Regions from separate parts of the Gasterosteus aculeatus genome. Here region 2 is linked to region 1. Evidence: chromatin contacts called from public Hi-C data. All regions are on one chromosome and are shown on one strand. Each heading gives the region's core, a stretch centred on a gene start, on an enhancer-like site or on the middle of the called end of the contact. The rest is flanking DNA. Distances are from core to core; before and after follow the strand shown. Region 1 overlaps zbtb46 (zinc finger and BTB domain containing 46). Region 2 holds the start of birc7 (baculoviral IAP repeat containing 7).

Region 1 (5,400 bases), core at 1,436-3,935:
AATGCCAAAAGCCCCATGTCTCAGGTCACCCTGTGCGAGCCACGCGGCCCGGACAGACCGGCCGGCCCGGAGAAGAAGCGCCGGCTGTTGTGTGGCTTTTTTCTCTCTCTCTGTTTTTGTTTTTGTTGGAATTTGTGTTTACTTAAAAATCTTAATTATTTAATTTTCTCCATAAAAAAAAGCAAACCCATGTTCTGTATACAGGTATGTACTTTTCTATATGAAATGACCTCCTGCTTGTAGTTTTTATCCCGTAATTAAACTGCGATGGAAAACCTTCTCCGTAGTTTTTATTTCAGAATGTCACATCTGCGTCTTGCACATCTTTCACACACATCTTCACTTTTACGCTATTTCCTTTCTTTGCACTTTCAACTTGCCGTTCTCTTCGACAACAACAAAAGAAATGTGACTTTTGCAGCTGACGTGTGCGTGTTCTTTGTGCCGTTGAGTGTTTAATCAAAGCAGAGGTCGCTTTGCAGATGGAGGTAATTATGTTGTATCACTTTAAAGCTTATAACCCCGAGCTGTGTGCTTGACACCCCGGGACCCCCCCCCCCACCCCCCCCTACCCCCCTAAAGCCGTCGTGTTGTGCTTGTGTACTCGTGAATCCAGCCAGCATCGCTCACACACACACACACACACACACACACACACACACACACGCCACTGCACTGTGTTACTTTGTGGGGACTCTCTTCTGTCTGCCGGGACAAAATGTTTGTCCCCGCAACATAAATCTTTACGACTTAAAATGTAGATTTGTTAAAAGTCAGGGAGACTTTGGGTTTAGGGCAAATCACCAGGAAAGTTAATTAATTGCAATGTGACGGAAATGCAACCGGGTGGATAATCTTGTATTTACTACAAAGTGAGGACCGAAGCAAATTAGAAAACCAGCAGAAGGAGGACTTTGATTGATTTGGGGTTTCAGATGTGATGGTTGAGGTTGACGTTGGGGTTAGCAGTGGGATTATGGGTCTCCAGTAAAATGAACGGAAATGGATCGTATGTCCCCTAAAGCGTCTGCGTTTGTAGGATCTGGTACTCGGTCAAAATCAGGTTTTTAACTAACAAGAGGGACGTTTTGGGGAGGTGAGGATGTTTTGGCGGCTCTTCACTTCTTCAAAGGCCCGTTCAATGAATGCAAATCAATTTTACGTCCAACGCAGTGAAGATTCTATTCACAAGCAGGGACATTTTGGCTCTCTGTAGTTTTAAGGCGGAGGTGGGGGTAACAACGGGTGTCCTCACAAAGAAAAAACACCGTGCCGTTCAATGCACTTCCACGCCTGCAGATAATTGGCGTGCAAGACCTCCGACGCGACAACATCGCGGGTTTTAGATTGAGACGTCTTCGCCGAAGCCTCCCTTCGTGTTTGTGTGCGGTTTTATTTCCCTCAGCCGTCTCTCGTCATCGTCTGTGTTTGTCCTTTCGGTCTGTGTTTTGCTTCCCGTACCAGAGACCCTGTAGATCGACTAAGGCCGACTGACGGTTGTGTGACGTGTCTGTGTGTGTGTGTGTGTGTGTCTGTGTGTGTTGTGATTATAGTATCTCTTTGCCTTTATTGCTTCAGTGTGGAGGAAGAGCCGTTGCTAGGGCAACTGTGGCTTTGGCCGGGATTGGGGTGGTGTCCATGGGAATGGATGGTGCATTTCTACACCACGGCACTAATTAAATGCAATAACTGAAAAGTGACGTCTGGGTTTATTTAAAAGGGCTTTGTTCAACACTAATCTTTTTTTTTTTGTTGTTGTCGTTGTCGTCTTTCTCTCCTTCTCACTCCGTCTGTCCCCACAGTGAACGACTTCACGGTGATCCGCAAGAAGTTCAAGTGCCCCTACTGCAGCTTCTCTGCCATGCACCAGTGCATCCTGAAGAGGCACATGCGCTCCCACACGGGCGAGCGGCCTTACCCCTGTGAGATCTGTGGCAAGAAGTTCACCAGGAGGGAGCACATGAAGAGGCACACCCTGGTGAGTCCGCTCAGGGACGCGCCGTTAACGCTGCTTTAAAGGCCGGAGGTGGAATATCTATGGTGGCAGACGGGGGTCGTTTTTTACGTATTTCATTTCTCTCTTTGCCGACATTAGATATTTACATGTAGATTTCAACGTTTGTTGCCAGATGTCGCAAAGAGAGACTGAGAACAGTCTCAAATAAAGTGGGGCACCACTGGCGTGCCGGTTGCTTTATTTATCAATCGAGTTATCAGACGGGAAACACAGTCGCCTTCAGCCACTTCAATGGTGAGAATACAAAGAGAGGTCGTGTTTTAACTGCACACAAGGGTTTTATCTGGCAAAACGACATTTTATCAATTCAATTCTTCTGAAATGCAAACAAATACAATTTGAGGAACTAGGCGGGTGAGGGTCGGTGTGTCCCCGGCGCTTAAACGATGCGTCCCCCGTCCAACAGGTCCACAGCAAAGACAAGAAGTACGTGTGCAAAGTCTGCAGCCGGGTCTTCATGTCGGCCGCCAGCGTCGGGATCAAACACGGCTCGCGGCGCCACGGCGTCTGCGCCGACTGCTCCGGGCGGGGCATGGCCGCCCTGCTGGACCACACCGGGGAGGTGGGCGGGGACATCTCCCCGGAGGAGGAGCTCTACCCCGGCGACCGCTTCCACGACGACCAGGCAGAGTGCGACGAGGAGATGATGGCCGAGGCGGACGGCGAGATGATGGGCGACGGCGAGGAGGGAGGCGGCAAGTGGAAAGACTCGGGGATGGCCGGCGAGGCGCGCGGGGCGCTGGACAATGAGAAGGAGGAGAGCGACTCCTCGGCGCCGGAGGGCGAGCAGCAGAACGGGAGCGAGAGGGACTTCGCCTGGATCTCCTAGAAGCCGCCTCGGCCGGCTCGTCCACGCGGGCGTCTCTCAACATCCCGCCGCCGCCGCCGCCGCCGCCTGCCGGGGCGGATTCCTCCGCTCTCCTCCACCCATTCGTGCGCGGCGGGGCCGGCCTTTTCCCTTTGGATGGAAAAGCTCAAGTGCGATTTGCGCGACGATGATCTCAAGACGCACACACACACACACACAAACACTCACACGCAACCACACACGCGCACACTTTGGTGACTCTCAGCCTCCGACCACCGCGGCAGGAGAAGTGGGGTCAAGAGGTGAATGGAGCGCGAGGCTTTTTTCCTGCTTACCTCCTTTTACTTCTTATGCCGTGTTTTTTTTTTTTTGTGCGTTTTTATTTCGAGGCCTCGAGTCCTGTCGTTTTTCTACTCTTGTCACAACACGAACCAACAAGGAGGCCGCCAAGGACGCGGCCCGGCGCTCGGCTTTGTGCGTTCGCCATCACAATCACCATGGAAACCAAGGCTCACTGACAGCGTCGTGGGGAGGAGGGGGGAGTGAACCTATTGCAAAGCGGCGGCGGAGCGCGTCAGAGGAGCCGGCGGCCCACGTTCGTTGGTGCGGAGTCCTACTGCCACAGACTTGCACTTTAATGACAACTGACTCCTGTCAAGAGCCCGGAACTCGTGGTTCACACGTTATGATCCGATCTCAACGTACCTTGACAACTCGGCGACCGCACCTACCTTTAAGGACATGCTCTATGTCCGCTTGACTGTTACCACCTTATGAAAATCACTGAATCTTGTGCAGATTTGCAGGTTTTTAGAGCCTGCGGCGTGTTTTTTTTTGGGCAGTGGGATCCTCAATCTTTTCTTCACTCAAGTTTCCCCACGCAGGTCTCTATCGATCCATTCCAAAACAAAAACCGGGGGTTTGACAGACGTACAAATCATTTGTAGAGTTAGAAAAGGGGGGAGGTGGGGTGAGGGAGGGGAGGGTGGGGGTGTGTGTGTGTGTGTGTGTGTGTCTGTGTGTGTGAGGCGGAGAGAGAGTGCGTGTCGGAGGCCACGGTTTCTGCTTCCTGGTTTGGAGAATGGATCCAAACTCTTTCTGTCTCAGGCTCAGTTCATCTCTGTTTGTGACGATGAGGTCATCACGATGAGGTCATCACGATGAGGTCATCACGATGAGGTCACGAAGTTGTGACGATGACGAGACGCCGAAGGAGCAACAACTGCCTTTGTTTCTTTGTTTCTTTTCAGCGTTTTTTGGTGATGTTTTTTCTCCGGCTTTTGTACATTTTAAAAGTAAAGGAATCTAAATTGTGCTTGAAATTTCAGAGTTTGATATTCGTAAAGAGTGTGATATTACTTTTTTTGTTTAACGGCTATTTATTGAAAACCCTCTTTGTGCTGAAGTCATTCTGTGTGTGTGTGTGTGTGTGTGTGTGTGTGTGTGTGTGTGTGTGTGTGTGTGTGTGTGTGTGTGTGTGTGTGTGAGAAGAATGTTTGAGTGTCCCGAAAAAAAAGTGTATTGATTTCAGGAGGTTATTTCCATGTTTTGCCGATGATGTTATTGACAATTCAAGAGAGGCAGATGACGAGTCTTATTATTATTATTATTATCATTATGAGAACAATGATTACTGTTGTTGATGTTACTATTATTAATTATCATTAAGTGCTGGATGCTAAGCTTTATCGTGTGTTCTTTTTTATCTTGTATGAGAAAAAAGAAGCTTTTATACTTCGCCTTGTTGTGGACAGCAAGCCATAAGGCTTTTATCGACCTTTTATTGTGCCAGTTTACGTATTTGCTTTTTTTACCCGAAGGGGGGAAAAAAAACAACTTCACCGTCAACTTCTCTGTTCGATATTGATTGAAACATATATCCCGCACACGCTTTTTTGCATCACTAATGTACACTAATTGATTAATATCGAACCAAAAACAATCTAGTACCTTGTAATCATGAAGTGCTTTCGTTTCACAGTCTGTGTGCAGGGGCTTATTTTTTAGGGGGGGGGGTTAATATCGTGGTTCTGTTGTTTTATTTGAATTTCTTTTAGACATGTCACTATTTGTCACAGCTAAAAAAAAAGAAAAGAGTGCACATGTTCTGGTGGGTTATTGTGACCATGAAGACGTGTGAAAGCACCGGCTCCTTTTGGAAGATGGAGGTTTCTACGGTTCTTCTACTTCCTCACACTCGACTTACAATCACGCACAACCGCATCGCGTAAAACGACATCACGTAGAGCCTCATCCAGTAGAACAGCATCAGTAGAACCTAATCCAGTAGAACAGCATCAGTAGAACCTCATCCAGTAGAACAGCATCACGTAGAGCCTCATCCTGTAGAACAGCATCACGTAGAGCCTCATCCAGTAGAACAGCATCACGTAGAGCCTCATCCAGTAGAACAGCGTCAGTAGAACAGCATCATGTTGAACCCCATAAAGTAGAACAGCATCACGTAGAACTTCATTAAGTAGAACAGCATCAGTAGAACTGCATCCAGTAGAACAGCATCACGTAGAGCCTCATCCAGTAGAACAGCGTCAGTAGAACAGCATCATGTTGAACC
Region 2 (5,400 bases), core at 2,113-4,612, 100 kb after region 1:
TTTCATCTTAAGAGGAAATAACTAAAGTACTTGTTTAGGACGGAAGACATTGTGGTTTTGGCTGAAATATATCTGAATAATAAATGACCACAGAGGGTCGTAACTGAAGCACGGCGGTAGAGTGAATAAATCAAAGAGCCGCAAACGTCTGGTCATCACACTTCCTGGATCGTATACAAATACATGTATGAACTGCAACGTTTGAAGTACGTTACCGGCGCTCCGGGACCCCCGCTGGTCCTCCTGCTCCGCCTGCAGCACGTCGGACACCAGGTTGGACACGGAGGTGTAGTGCTGCCCCGTCAGGAGGAACCTGGTCCTGACCAGGCTCTCCACCAGGGCCGCCTCGAAGCCCATCTGCAGCACCGTCTGCACCACGGGGGAAAGCATGGCCGAGGAGGCCGCCAGACCGCCCACCACATCTGGGAGACGATTGAAAAGCCAATTTTAACATTCGGTTCCTTCATTTTCAGGAAGGGCAACGTGCGCGCTGTCCTCCCAGGGAGCCTCCGGCCCCCTTTGGCACGGGGCGAGCTGCAGAGGATGCTGCGTGTTCCGCACCTCCGGCGTCGGCAGGTGAGCTTTCAGGAGGATTAAAGGTGTTTGCGTGACGTACCGTTTCTGGAGCCCGCGTCTCTGCCTGCGGAGCTCTGCGATCCGCTCTAGGAAAGAGAAGAAAACGTCATATTTCTGAATCCCGGCGCGTCGCCGTGCGAGCGGGGTGGAGCTTCCTCACCACGGTGTCGTCCAGGTGGAAGTGAGAGTCCTGCACGTTGCTGATGTAATCCTGTCCTCTCTCCTGGATCAGAAACTCACATCTGAGAACAACACAAAGTCTGAGACATCTCCTGAAAGAATTCTGTAACACACACACACACACACAAAACTGCGTTACCGTGGAAACCACTTGGCGTGCTCCTGCCAGGGGTCGTCCCCCGGCTCCCAGTTCCTCAGCCCCCCGTCGCAGTGGAAGCATTTGACGTTGTCTCCGTGGCCTGTCAGGGTGGACATGGACTATCGTTATGATCGCATGTTTGTCTGATTATTGTTGCTGTTATATAATACTCATAATATATATATTTATATATATATATATATATGTGCCGTTCTAGGTTCTACTGCTGAAGGACTGGATTTGCACATCGATGGCACTTCTGTCCATCCCCCTCGGTTCTGACGCCATGCGGTGAATCATACGGATTGTTAAAAGACAACCGTCGCACTTTTGTGATTTGTAACATCAAGACATGCAAACGGATTAAATTAAAGTTGAGATGAGGGTCTTTGGACAGAATCGCTCTACAGTTCTCATTGCTCTTGTAAACCATACTTCTAAAGATAAAAGAATCCCGTCGTAGGTCGAACTGTAACGCCGCACTTTATTTATCTGCATTCTGTGTCGCCTGAAGCTGTCGAACTTCTCTAGCAGCCCCAGTGTTGTCCAGGTGGTTCTGTCCACAACACCATGACTCAGCAGGACAATTGTCCCATGGACTCTCTCACAAAGAGAGGTCACTGCTGGGGTCAGGGCCGACCGACCGACCACAGAAACACGCATTCACACTGCAAAAGGCGCTATAGGTATTTCAGAGAAAGCAGAAGGACGGCGTGAGATGTGAAGTGAGACAACGTGCACCTGTGTAGAAGAATCCCGCCCGTGCAAGAACATCTGGCTGGACCGAGGCCTCTGCGGGCCAGTTGTGGAAGGTGGTGACGCGCGTGTCCTCGGCCTCCAGCTGCGGGTGCACGGCCTGCCCGGGCGTGCCCTGCTCGTCCATGGTCATCCTCTGCAGCTGGCTCAACAGCTGGCCGTCCACGGAGTCGGAGGAGCCCGCCGGCAGGGGCACGTTGCCCGCGGGCCGACCCAGCGCGAACCCGCAGTCGGGGAAGTGCCGCCGGTGCTCCGCGGCGGGGAGGTCCCCGCGCGCCCAGCACTTCAGGACCCCCCCGCAGCAGAAGCACTGCACCTCGTCCCCGGGGCCCAGGTAGAAGAAGCCCGCGCCGGCCAGCTCCCCGGAGGTGACGGGCGCGTCCGCGGGCCAGCGCCCAAAAGTTCGAAGTCTCTCGCCTTCGCCCCGCATCCGAGGCGCCTCGGGGGCGCGCGGCGCGGTTCCCCTGTCGTCCGTCATTGTGTGGCGCGCAGCTGCAGCTCCTCGTCCTGTGCCGCTCGTCCCCCCCGCGGTCCATAGTGGGGCGCGCACCGAGGGGCAGCGCGGCGCGCCGCGGCCCGCGGGGAGACGGCCTTCCAGAACGTGTCCCGCTCGTCCATCCTCGAATGGGTGAAAAGGCGAAGCGTCGCTCCGCCTCTTCGGACGCAACAAAGAAACGCCCCGGGCCCCCCCCCCCCCCCCTCCCCCCCGTGACGGCGAACCGGGGTGTCAAACACACGTAGAACCTTTGACCTTAGCAGAGTAAAGGCGACGGAGGGCGAAACGCTTCAACTAAAACCTGATATTGACATTTCAAAACCTTTTTTTTTTCTTCTGTGACCTAAAGGCGTTGACTGTACAATAACGATAAGTCATAAAGCGGCTGCTGGATTCCTCTCCTTCTTTGCTCTTGAATTTGTGAGACGAATAGTAAAGATAAAGATACACAGCAAAATTCTTTAGAGTTCATTTTCCGGCAAAAGTGTTGAAGTGCAGAGTTGAAATCACACTGCAAAACGTTAATTCAACTCTTACAGAGTCAGTTGTACGAAAAGAGCTGGAGTCATTATTCAGTGTCAAGATCAGATGCATTTGTGACACTTAGTAGAGTTAAATGAACTCTTTGATAGGTTTGAAATGTAACTGTACAGTGTCACACTTCTTGGTGTTGGGTTTAACTCTAGGTACTGTGGCGCGTGGATTAGAGAGGGTGAGATGGGAACCATGTCCAACCATTGATGTCAAAGTGTCCCTGAGCAAGACACCTAACCCCTAATTGCTCCCCAGGCTAAAATGCAAAAACCATGGGTTTGAAATGTAACGTAAGTCGCTTTGGATAAACGTGTCAGCTAAATTATGTGTAATGTTTTTAACACTGGGCAGATTTATTTTTGACACTTATTCCGAGTTAACTTGTTAACACTGACGAGATTGAGACAATATAAACACCAGTTTAGAGTTAAAATTGAATCTCACAGTCAATTCAACTCTCTGAAATGTCCTATAGTTTCACACGCGATGGCTGCAAGTTGGATGTGCGATTAATCGTGGCGTCAGACGCTTTTGAAACATCAAAACCAGGACATGTTTGTTTAGTGATTATTATAGTCTGGATAGCGTTGGTGAATTAATCACACGGTCTTTCTAAGAAGCAGCGTGGTTTGACCTTTGTCGGGTTTCGGTGCAGCGCGGTCGCCCCCTGGCGGCGACACGCAGCAATTACCACACGTTATAAGGCCAGAAGACGCTCACATCGAGTTAATATGCAGACACGACACGGTTATATTTATCAGATAATCATATGTATCTGATAAGTGATAACCATCTAATCATAAATCACATATATGAGATTGTAAGTCATATTTCTGAGGATGTCTCTTTAATCGTCGATAAAATTAGAAAATTTCTCAATCCTTTATTTATTCCTCCACATGGTCATTAATGTCCTCCCGTATTGATGAAACGGACCCGAATCTATTATTAGCGCGTTAAACCCCAAAGAGAAGGGCGCTCCAAACTTTAGCCCCCCCGCGGGGATCGCCGTGCACTGCGGCGGCGGCTGGGAGCCCGGATGAGGGCGGCCATTGGGGAAGTGCGGTGCTACAACGTGACCGAGCAGGGCCGTCTCTCTCCCTCTCGCTGGAATAATACAGAAACAGTAACAAGGCAAAAACCGAGGTCCGGAAACATCCAGAGCTCCGGAAGGAAAAACGGGTTGAACCGGCGACACGTGACGTGGAAAACCAGGATTTTCTTCCTCTTGTTCTTCGGTCGTCTTTCGGAGCTCCAGACTCCTGAAGTGTGGAAGTTACGGTGCAACACGGCGGAAAATAACACACTCAGCTGAGCCCGCTTACAACCGCTAGCACCCCCCACCACTCACTCACTCACTCACTCACACACACACACACACACACACACACACACACACACACACGCACACCCTCCCCCCAACACACGCTGAGCGGCGCGGCTAGCCGACATAAGCTAGCAGTAACTGAGCTGTGTGAACTGGCTTTTTTTTCCCCCACTTCTTTTCTTTTTTTCTCTCTCTCAAATCACGGGGCCTTGGAAAAAAATCCAGTCACAAGCTCAGGCTCTTGTGAGAGAATCCAAGGACCTGCTTAATGAATTATGTCTGCCACAAGCATTGACCCTCAGGTAGGATTTGTACCTCGCCCGTAACACAGCTTTGCGAGCTAACGTTAGCTCAAGCCCGCTAACGGTTAACGATTTTCTTCTTATTGGGCTACGGCTATTTCTCGGAGGTGCTAGCTAGCCACCGACGTTAACCGGGTGCACGTAGCTAGCTAGCACGGCTACATTCCGGCCGGCGGTTGCATGTTTTTAACGGACGTTTAATGGGAATGACGCTTCAGTTATACGTTAGCATGCTGACGGTGTATAAGCATCATTTAACTGATATTACGCAACGTTAGCCTCCGCTAGCCACCCTATGGCGGAGTACGTGAAAGCTAACGATACAATAAGTATCACTGAGGTTCAAGCTAACTTACTCATCTCAAGTGTCGGCTAAACGTTACGTTGAAGGTGCTGCAAACACCCGCATCGTCTCTAGCGGGGCTTTAAACGTAGCAGGGCTACTCATTCAAACGAAGTTACAAGCCGCTGTTTTACGCTATTTGCGTTCATACAGCCCGTTTATGAGGGCTTGTCACGTTAGCATGCTAAGTTACGTTAGCTCAAGTTACACACCAAATAAATGACGCTTAACGATTACAGCCAGCTGGATTCATACAGCGCTTTTCTGCGTAGAGTCACGTTAGGTAACCGTGTTGCATTGCGTCTGTCCAGGAAGTAGTCGTAGTGCTCCGAGCGTTACGTTGATAGCAATAAAAAGCTGCAATCAATCTGTGTGAAATCTCCCCCAAAATCAGCTATAAAATAACCGTGTCCATTCTCCCTTTTCATGCCACAACGTGGATGCAGAGATCAAAGGGACAAGCATCTAAAGGTGAGTTGTGGCCTCGCACAGCACTGGATTGGTTTTGTGTGTACCTGTTCATCCTGGACACACTCTCATCATACACACTACTATCCGGCTACACAGTGTATTAGGAGCATAATACAAACACTCAGGGATTCAAGCGTCATTTACTGTCATCATGCAACACCGGGACAAGCAGAACAAAACATTGGCACCTTCCAGTTGTGCATTTTATGATAGACGGACATACATGTGCACGTAAGCAGGAAGGAGCCACAGTGTGGAGATCAGATGTCACGTTAC

Evidence for each region. A called contact is a pair of places that touch in the nucleus more often than the background predicts.
Region 2: a contact with region 1 is called in a Hi-C map of skeletal muscle, with 2.7 times the contacts expected there. The contact joins the promoter of birc7 here to the enhancer-like site in region 1. A contact is called at or near these places in 2 of 6 Hi-C or Micro-C datasets (both in skeletal muscle).

What each region holds. Positions count from the first base shown.
Region 1 is chr2:2,007,481-2,012,880 of fGasAcu3.hap1.1, forward strand. zbtb46 (zinc finger and BTB domain containing 46) reads left to right here. Exons shown (of 7, transcript XM_078082109.1): 6 at 1,803-1,978; 7 at 2,424-5,400. The coding sequence ends at 2,846. It overlaps LOC144383662, which reads left to right. Exons shown (of 2, transcript XM_078082124.1): 2 at 1-279. Among protein-coding and RNA genes, the nearest start is that of LOC144383662, 5.9 kb to the left of the region's middle. Within about 2 kb of position 2,686, at least 1 of the 9 cell types and tissues checked has open chromatin away from gene starts, as enhancers often do.
Region 2 is chr2:2,110,185-2,115,584 of fGasAcu3.hap1.1, forward strand. It overlaps birc7 (baculoviral IAP repeat containing 7), which reads right to left and starts at 3,363. Exons shown (of 7, transcript XM_078082204.1): 1 at 1,637-3,363; 2 at 896-995; 3 at 737-818; 4 at 617-662; 5 at 216-422. The coding sequence starts at 2,129. It overlaps LOC120829467 (YTH domain-containing family protein 1), which reads left to right and starts at 3,552. Exons shown (of 6, transcript XM_040193583.2): 1 at 3,552-4,310; 2 at 5,100-5,124. The coding sequence starts at 4,284.